2 separate regions of the Anas platyrhynchos genome follow, and region 2 is linked to region 1. Evidence: chromatin contacts called from public Hi-C data. All regions are on one chromosome and are shown on one strand. Each heading gives the region's core, a stretch centred on a gene start, on an enhancer-like site or on the middle of the called end of the contact. The rest is flanking DNA. Distances are from core to core; before and after follow the strand shown.

Region 1 (4,407 bases), core at 904-3,403:
CCATTGTTCAGAGGCTGCGTGTACCTTTTGGATGCTGAAAATCCTCAGGAAACAATTTTACCCCAGCAGCTGAAAAAAAATCTTTCTAAAATTATGCACTTGTTGCCTGTTTTCATGAACTCTAAAAAGCTTAGCATTTATGCTTAATAGTGCAGGGTTAGTGGTATGGACTTCAGCTCAGGCGCCCTACTTTTGTGCATCATTGCTTGCCTAGCCCTTAAGCAATTACCTGTGTTGAAGTCCTTCCTTTCCCTACAGTTGTTACCTATGCTGCCAAAAGTCTCCATGGATAATCCTACCTGCACCAGAGCTGTAGTTCTGTTTTGTCACATACCATTAGTTACTATCTATTTATTTTGCATGCAAGCCTATCCACAGTGGCACTTTGGGAAAAACTTCATCTCAGAATAGCATAGCTCTTCGCCACCTTCTCAGATAGTCAGCATTTTATTTTTTTCTATTTTTTTATATAGGAATAGAGTAAACAATGCCATCATGCCAGCAAGGAAAGCGGATGAGAGTCGAGGCCTGATTTGACTGATAATGTCATCAGCATCATTACCTTTTACTCCTGATGATGACAAGCTGTGAGATGTGTGTTTGAATGGAGATTTACAGGGAGAAAGTAAGGCAAGAACATGGAAGGAGCTGTTGTTACAGAGCTCTGTGGCTGCTCCACTTCCCTCTTCCCTGTTCAGACTGGGCTGCGTTTGTCCTTTCCATGCCTCATGAAAAACAAACAAAACAAGCTTGTTGGTATATGGTATGCAAAACCTTGAAAAAAAAATATTTCTCAAGAATACCACAGTAATTGATCCAATGACGCAAATACCATCCTGAAGTACAGGACTGAAGAGAGGCTTATTGTAGAAAATATATTAAAATAGCAGATACTCCTCATTTATGCTGTATAGAAGTACCAAGCCTTCAAATTTAACATACAAATCACACATAACACTTCTAGATGGTGTTAACTAATACTGAAGACACCAGAGAGGCTGCATGAATGTGTGTTTGCAAAGAACAGAGAGGAAGGAGTTAATATAGAAGCAGCACCCATGGCATGTTCATTGTTAGCATCATTTAAGCTAAAAGAACAGAAAAATATTTATGCCTAGAAAGAATAATTGAGGTGGTTACATGTTACGCTAAACAAATATAAAAAACTGTTAAGACACTAGAGGACGCCAAGACTAGGGGTTGTTCAAAAAGTTGTTTTTGAACAGTGTCATTCCAAATAAGTCAGTTCTGTTGTAAAGCTGTTTAGATTGTTTTCAATGAAAATATTTCCTATCTGCCTCAAGATAACCAACCTTCCACATATGAACGAGACAAAAGATCAAACCAAACCCCAGTCATGTCTCACAGACAACCTGGAACTGGCCATTGTATTTTACTTCCTAGTTTTGCAGAACCAAAGGTCTGTCTTCAAAGTGAAGCTGTAGGGAGCCCTGTGAGTGTTTCACACAAGTCACGTACTGTTAGACAGTGACCTGAACCTTGCTCTAGTGACCCCTCACCAATGATACGGGCTGTGAGGAGACTGATGAAATGAAAGGATGTTGGCTGCTTCCGCTGTCGATGATCTACGGCCATTTCTGCATAAAGATTGACTCTTTGGTACATTATCTTCTAATGGTTCCATGTTGGTTACACTTGTAGCACGCTCCAGCTCAGGCTTTCAGGCTGACACCTTGATTTCCGCGGCGCACAGGTGAAGCCCTGGGCCAGCCCTTCCAGCTGGTGGTGCTCAGGGGGGCACCATGAGGTGACTGCAAGAATGGCAGAAAAGCCTTCAAATACTGAGCCCACACACAACACATCGTTACAAGTAAAATTAATAGGGAGAGGTACAAATCAGTCCACCTGGGAAAAAGCAAGCCTAACTTTGTATATTGACGAGCTCCCAGGTGACACCTTGCTGTTACAGCAGCTAGTTCTGCTGAAATGCAGGTTGAAAGCCTGGATGATGGAGAACAGAGGAAGGAAGAAACCAGCGCTCTGCTGCCCGCCTGTTGCAGACACGGCACAGCCCTCGCTGTGAGGGACCCCGGGCAGGGCACCACCACCACCACCATTTGCCTGCCCCTCAGGCGGCGGGGCCGGGAGATGGCGGCCGCCGCGGCGGGTGGCGGCGCACGCGCGCAGGCTCTGTTTGGCCGTTGCCGTGGCAGCGGGACGGGGCTCGGGGCTCGGGGCTCGGGGCTCGGGGCTCGGGGCTCGGGGCTCGGGGCTCGGGGCTCGGGGCTCGGGGCTGGCGGCGCACGATGGGGCTGAGGCGGCTGCTGCTGCGCTACTACCCGCCGGGTGCGGGGCTTGGCGGCCTGGGGACGGCTGGGTGGCTGGGTGGGGGCTGTCGGTAACCACTCGTGTTACCTTCCTCGCGTGTGCACCTTGCTCGTGTGGGGCGCTGTGGGGCGCAGGGCAGCTGCTGTAGGGCTCCTGTCCGCCCGCGGCGTGCTGCGGAGGGGGTGCTGGGGATGGTGCTGGCACCTCGTGTAGGCGAGGCAGGTGTTTGTGCATCGCCTCGTTCTGCTGAGGCGCGGGGCGTTTAAAATTCCAAAATCGCGGCAATTAGCCCCAAAAAGCGTACGTGTGGTGTAACGGCCTGCTTAGTGGAAAGTTGCCGTGTTGCTTATTTTTCGTGTGGTTGTTGTGTGGCTTCTCGGAGCAGCTCCGTGCTTTGATGAGGTATTGGCAGCGAGCTGGCCTCGTCGCTAACTCCTTCAGGAGAGCGACCGCTTTCACGGACTGGAACGAGGTGGAGAGGACAAGCCCAGGGAGCGTGATGTGATGACAGATCTTTCTGTCCAATTAAATGTTTTCCTTACATACAGTGACGTGAACATTAATCCAAATTATCCCTTCCCACAGAAAAGCAAGGAGCGGCAGAATACTAAGCAGTGAGGTTAAACGTTTTAATGCGTTAGCTGAAAGTACATCTTGTGGAGGTGACGGAGCACACCTGGAAATAGGAAGTGTGCTCTGGTTTTCTGTGTGTCACTGCACATAGGCCTTTGCAAACAGTGAAATAAATGTAACAGTTTTTGTAAAACAAATTTTCTGGGCTTCTTGGAAATACAAACTGCAGCAAGTATCTTCAGTACAGTTTATTTGAAAACAGAGCTGATGAAATCATGTGAGAAGTGGTTGGGGTAAAGCAAACACCAACAACGTGTTATTTTCCAGAATTGAAAATGGATCATAAATATTTAAGTAATAAGATTTAGTATTTGTTATCATATAAACATAGCAGAGTTGTTCTGCTGAGAATTCCTAACCTCCTTCTTGTCTCAGTAGCTGGAAGTAGGTCTGCTAAGTCAGTAGGGCAACACAAGCAGAAGCATTAACAGTATGCATTATAAAATCCCTAACATCGAATTATAACCTGTTTATCATATATTTTTAAAGGAATTATTCTGGAATATGTACAAGGTGGTGAGCCGAAGACCAGACCTATAGATCTACTTGATCTTAGTCCTGAGTAAGTATTTCAGGCAACAACAGTATCTGCTGTTTTATAGCGTGCTTATATACAATTCTGATTATTTTAAACATAATTGAGGTGAATGATGTTTCTTTCACTAAAATGCACACTGAAAGATCCAAATATAAAAACTATTTATTTTTGCCTACCTGAAACTGTCCAGCTCAGTATTCTTGGTATAACAAGTCACTGTGTGAAAGATGAAAGTTGTCTTGCATTACTTAACAGGAGTATAACCATTGAGGGGATACTAATTTATGGGTATATTAGTAGCTCCTGTTTAGAGGACTGAAATAGAAAATCCCTTTTAGACTGCAATGATTTCCATGCTAGCAGGAAGGCTAGGCTTTCTCAGTAGGACCGGTTATAAGTGTATGTTTGCACTTTCAGTGCTGCATATTGTCAGTCCTCAGTTTATCTGATGGATGGGTAGGATTCAGCAGTTTATCTGATTGTAGAAAATGAAGATCTGATTCTACAGGTTAGCTGTGAACTACTTCCTGGGGTCTTTATGAGTACCAGTGGACTGTGGACCATGTTCTAGTAATTCCTATCATAATTATGAGTTACAGATATATGAGATACATATATCTGTGAAGACACACACAGAGATCATTTTAATGCTTTCCACATCTAATTTTTGTTGTTGCTACTTCATGGGCAATTCACGAAGCTCCACTGTAATTTAAATGTTTATGCCAAAACCATGTTTGGATGCACATCTCCCATGTCTGACCCTCTGTGGAAACCCATTGAGAAGATAAAGCTCTTGCTAAGCTAAAATTCTAACAAGTTAAATCTGACTGAACTGCTTTACTAAAGAGGGAAAGAAGAATGCAAGAAAGATTTATTCACATTTCTTTTAAGCCATTACAGGATGAGATAAATGAATTTCATTTAACTTCTTGCTTTCATTTCTC
Region 2 (4,407 bases), core at 566-3,065, 270 kb after region 1:
TTTCCTTCCCATCACAGAGCATCTTCTTTCTATATTTTTAAAGCAGTCCTGCCTGGGCGGAGCAGAGCAGAATGGACACGTGTAGCTTGCATGCCTACAGTGAGACGTAGGTGTGCATATCTATGTATATATATAAAGACATATGTTTTTTAAGTATATGTATATACATAGTTATATATACACGGAATAGTTGTCACTATAAATAAATACTGCAAGGAAATGCAATGTTTACATATAAATTTTAAATTACAAGCTCTTGCTGTCCAGAACCTAAAACATCAGCTTTTCTTTCAAATTCAGAGGGAAAATGTGGAAAAATATGAATGTATCGCCATCTGGAGGATAAGCGTATTCTGTGCTTGCCTTCTGCAGGCATCGTCCCAAGTTCCATTGTAGGGTGTGTGTGCTGTACCCAAAGAGAGGGGTTTAATCATAGAAGCATGAATAAGTGCCTGGTGTTAGGGTGATCATTAGGGTAATCTGAGCTAGGTAATTGTGTGGCTGTGCTTTTTATGTGTTTGGAAAAGAATAAACAACTTGCAGAATAAACAACAGCAAAGTAGGAGGAGATAGGAGCAGTGGTGTTGGCAATGAAAGGGGTGAGAATTCAAGAGAATTCAATGCATTTTTAGCTTTTTTCCTTTAAATTTGGTTTGAGATTTTAGGATTCTCCTAGGACTTAAAATTAGGAAGATGGGAGTGAAGTTCAATTTCAAAACCAAAATTTAATTCTAAAATTGGACCCGTTTCATTTACCCTGAGGAAATATGCAAGCCTGAAATAATATTCAGCCAAAGCCGTTATGTATCCTGCTCAGATTGACAGCTCTTTCCCTTCTCCCTGCTGCCAATGAATGCCTGAGGGAGGAAATGGTTCCTGGCAGAGGAACAGATCTGAGAGTGAGGTGAAATGTTCCTTGGAGCACAACAACAAGGGCTACAACTGACGGGCTCATAACTATGTATTTACATGGACCTCAGTAGTGATGCCCTGTGAGTGCCCCATGAGGTTGAGCCGTGGTATTTCTGTGGTCTCCAGAGTGTCTATAAGGGACACAGCCCTGTCACACTGTCCTCCCCGCCTGAATGAAACAGCTTTTCCCATTCCCCTGATACCTGAGGAAGATCAGCCCTGAGGCTGGTATCATTAAGCACCAATGACCGCCAGAGTGGTGTTGGTCTGAAATAGGTATGTGGAGTTCAGGAGCTTGGTTAGTAGAGCAAGTACCAGAAAAGCTTGTAGATCTACTGCATGGTACACTCTGATCCATTCCCAATCAAAGAAAGAAATTACAGCCATTTCCCAGGGTGGGCATTAGGCCTTGTAGGCCTACCAAAAGTGTCAGGGTGTACCACTAAACCAGCAAGAAACACGTTAGCAGAAGCACTGGCTCCTGCAAGGCAGACAGGCATGCCTGCAGAAGTTGCTGTGTTGCCACGGGCTCAGTGCCAGTAGCTGGGTGCAGATTATTCATATAGGAGCCACAGAGAAGTCATACCATACATATGCTGCCTCTCAGCTGCATATAGATGAGGAGAAAGTGAGAGAGAGGTGAAGGGCAGCTGCTTCAGTGGCCTTGCTCCCCTCTGTCCATCTCCTGGAGAGGACTGGGCACCTGGCTGGTGGCCTGGCTGGAACCAGGCTGCTGCGGTGGGTCAGAGCCTCTGGGTCCATTGGCTGGTGGCAAGGACTTTCCTGAGGTGTCTCAGGGCATTGTCATGATATGCATCAATCCTAGCATTAAAGTACGTGGTCATTCACCCTCAGCCCTGAGCAAAGTCCTGCCTCACACAATGTCCAAGTGAGCAGTGAGATACCACAGCGATTTCTGGTCTCCTGTGCCACAGCATGGCCACGTGAAGAAGTGCAGGGCTGAGGAGTAACAGTGTCCTTTTGCTTGTGCCCTGTGATAAAGAAATATAGTGAAGCAGGCTGTGGTAGTTACCGATAGCCCTAACAAAGTGATGCACAGGCACAATTTAAGTGAAAATATCTTAATTAAAAAAAAAAATAAAAATAAAAATTTAAACACCCACGTGCTCAAGTGTATGTACTGTGCTCAAGTGTATGTACTGGTCCTACTGCTTCAATCTTTTGGTATTGTGTTACACTCTGGCTTAGAGAAAATGAGACTTTTAATAACCTAAATCTTTTTCTTAAGGTGTAGTACCTTTGCTTCTTTATTGTTAATGAAACCTTTATTTTTCTGATTGTTAATGGAACCTTTATGGTTGGACAGATAGCAGTAATTTCTAAATATGTATTTACAGTACTAAATGCATTAAAAATAACATTAGCTTCAGGTGATGCTAGGTAAAGCAATATTACATATTATTACTGTTTAATTCCCCATAAAAAAATGCCATCAACTGCAGAACAGTAACTAAGCCTGACATTTTTTCCTTGTGCCTAACCTATACATTGCAAGGGGGCAGTCAGCCTCCAAAGATGCTTCCCTGCAATTATTGTACTTATCTAGGAAATAATCTAAAAAGCCTCACATGACAGGCAGGATGTCATCTTTCTATTCCTAAGCAACCCCTGATATCTTTTTTCAGGACAACTCATCAGCTTCCTGAAGAGCAGACAGCTGAATTTAAAGAAGCCTTTTCTTCTTCTTTGTTAACTACAGGACACAGCTAATGATGGCCCTGTAATGACAACAACTGGGAAGAGCTCAGTAGGGAAAAGCTCAGCAAAGGCCAAGTTGCAAGCTGCAATCAGTAAAGCAACGCTGATAATTATGGCATGAATGACCTTCCAATGTAGCTAAAAATAATAGTAATGAAAATGAAATACAACACTATATACAGAAAATTCAGGCTGGAGAGAAAAAGTGAGAGAAAAGAAGGAAGACTATATTGTGTTGACATTATGCCTTCGTATTCCTATTCTTCCATTTGGATTTATTTTCTCTCTTTCTTCCAGCTCTTGATTGGCATCAGTTCAACAGCATATATGTAGTGGCTCAACATGTTGGTTATCTCATTGAATTCAAAGGGACTCTTGTGGCACCTGCTTTAGTTGCTTGCTGAGATAAGGCTGCTCGTGCTGCCTTTCTCCTGGTTCCATGTTTTGCTTACTCATTTTCTCTAGGGACAGAGCTTTCCTCCATTGACTGCTGCTTCCAACAGTTCTCACTTAACTGAGCAAGTCTACTTAAATGAAGTGTATCTATATTGGTGTCTTGAGACTCTTAGTTACCCAGTTTTATTCCACATTTTGAGAAAAGAACCTCCTGTTGTCTGTCTCATATTGGCTGCCCTTCACTTTCTCTGTATTCCTCCCTGAACCTTTTTGTTATGCAATGAAGTAGATAGAGGTTTAGTGTGGTTTACAAGGTGGGTGGTTTTTTTTGTTGTTTGTTTGTTTTGTTTTGTTTTGTTTTGTTTTCCTAAACAGAGGCACATGAGCAAGAAAAGGGTCTTCACTCTGCTTGCCATAGGTAGTACCCACCCTCATCTCTTCATTTGATACAGATTGCTAAGATCTCAGTCAAAGTTTTCAATAAAAACATCCGCATCTTAGATCAAGTTCTCCCATCAGTGATTGCACAAGATTCTGCCTATTTCTGCCCATCAATTGCCTTCTCTGTCTGGATGCTACCAGGCCAATAACTAATCAAGAAGCTCATTTTAACCTCTTGAACTCAGTGGCCACTTAGCAGGCATCATGCTGTAAGTAAGAATATTAATTCCATCTCTCTCAGTTCAAAGCAGATACTGAGGATACAATCTAGCTCAAACATACTAGTGTTTAATCAAATTAATTGCCTCACATCTATTAAAATCAATAGAGAGTTTTTCAGAGATTTTGTAGAAACAGTTTCAATAAGCAAGTCCATAGCTGGAAGGAAAATTGCCCACAGATACCTTCCCACTTGCAGCAAGTATCTGGAGTAAGTAAAACTTGAGTTTTACTGACCTTTCTCTTTAGGTTTGTGATGGTAGCAAAAGCACTGGTCAATATAGGAATGAATAGGAGTGTGGTGGGCAAAACAGCTGCTGAAACCAGGGTCTGTTTGTGGACAGTTTGAAAGTATGTAACTGAGATAAATTCAGCAGGTAAATTAGGCAAAGAAATAATTAACACATCAGACAATAGTGCAAGGGGAAATTCCTGGCACAGAAGAATCTCTAAGGAGCCAGAGGGCCTCGCTGTACAGGGTCTCCCCTGTAGATATTTGCATTTATGGTACCAAGGGTCTCCCACAGGGGAAAAAGAAAAATCTTCCTATTGTAGCAGACCTCAAAATAATTCAAAATGTCTGCCAGTAATTAAATCCATTACATTAGCAACAGGTGGTGAAGCTGTAATTTTTTCACATCTGTTATCATTTTCATAAGCCAATATGTATTCATTGCAAGTGCTGTGTAAACCACAGAGCAGAGAGGGCTGGGGTGATGG

Evidence for each region. A called contact is a pair of places that touch in the nucleus more often than the background predicts.
Region 2: a contact with region 1 is called in a Hi-C map of F1 follicle, with 5 times the contacts expected there. The contact joins the enhancer-like site here to the promoter of DAW1 in region 1. A contact is called at or near these places in 3 of 8 Hi-C or Micro-C datasets (F1 follicle, skeletal muscle and subcutaneous adipose tissue).

Annotation. Positions count from the first base shown.
Region 1 is chr9:23,050,450-23,054,856 of IASCAAS_PekinDuck_T2T, forward strand. It overlaps DAW1 (dynein assembly factor with WD repeats 1), which reads left to right and starts at 2,154. Exons shown (of 13, transcript XM_027464624.3): 1 at 2,154-2,307; 2 at 3,412-3,484. The coding sequence starts at 2,268. LOC140003182 (a long non-coding RNA gene) reads right to left here and starts at 2,049. Exons shown (of 5, transcript XR_011811310.1): 1 at 1,867-2,049; 2 at 563-725.
Region 2 is chr9:23,316,001-23,320,407 of IASCAAS_PekinDuck_T2T, forward strand. No RefSeq gene overlaps it. Among named protein-coding and RNA genes, the nearest start is that of PID1, 160 kb to the right of the region's middle. Within about 2 kb of position 1,816, at least 1 of the 8 cell types and tissues checked has an H3K27ac peak or open chromatin away from gene starts, as enhancers often do.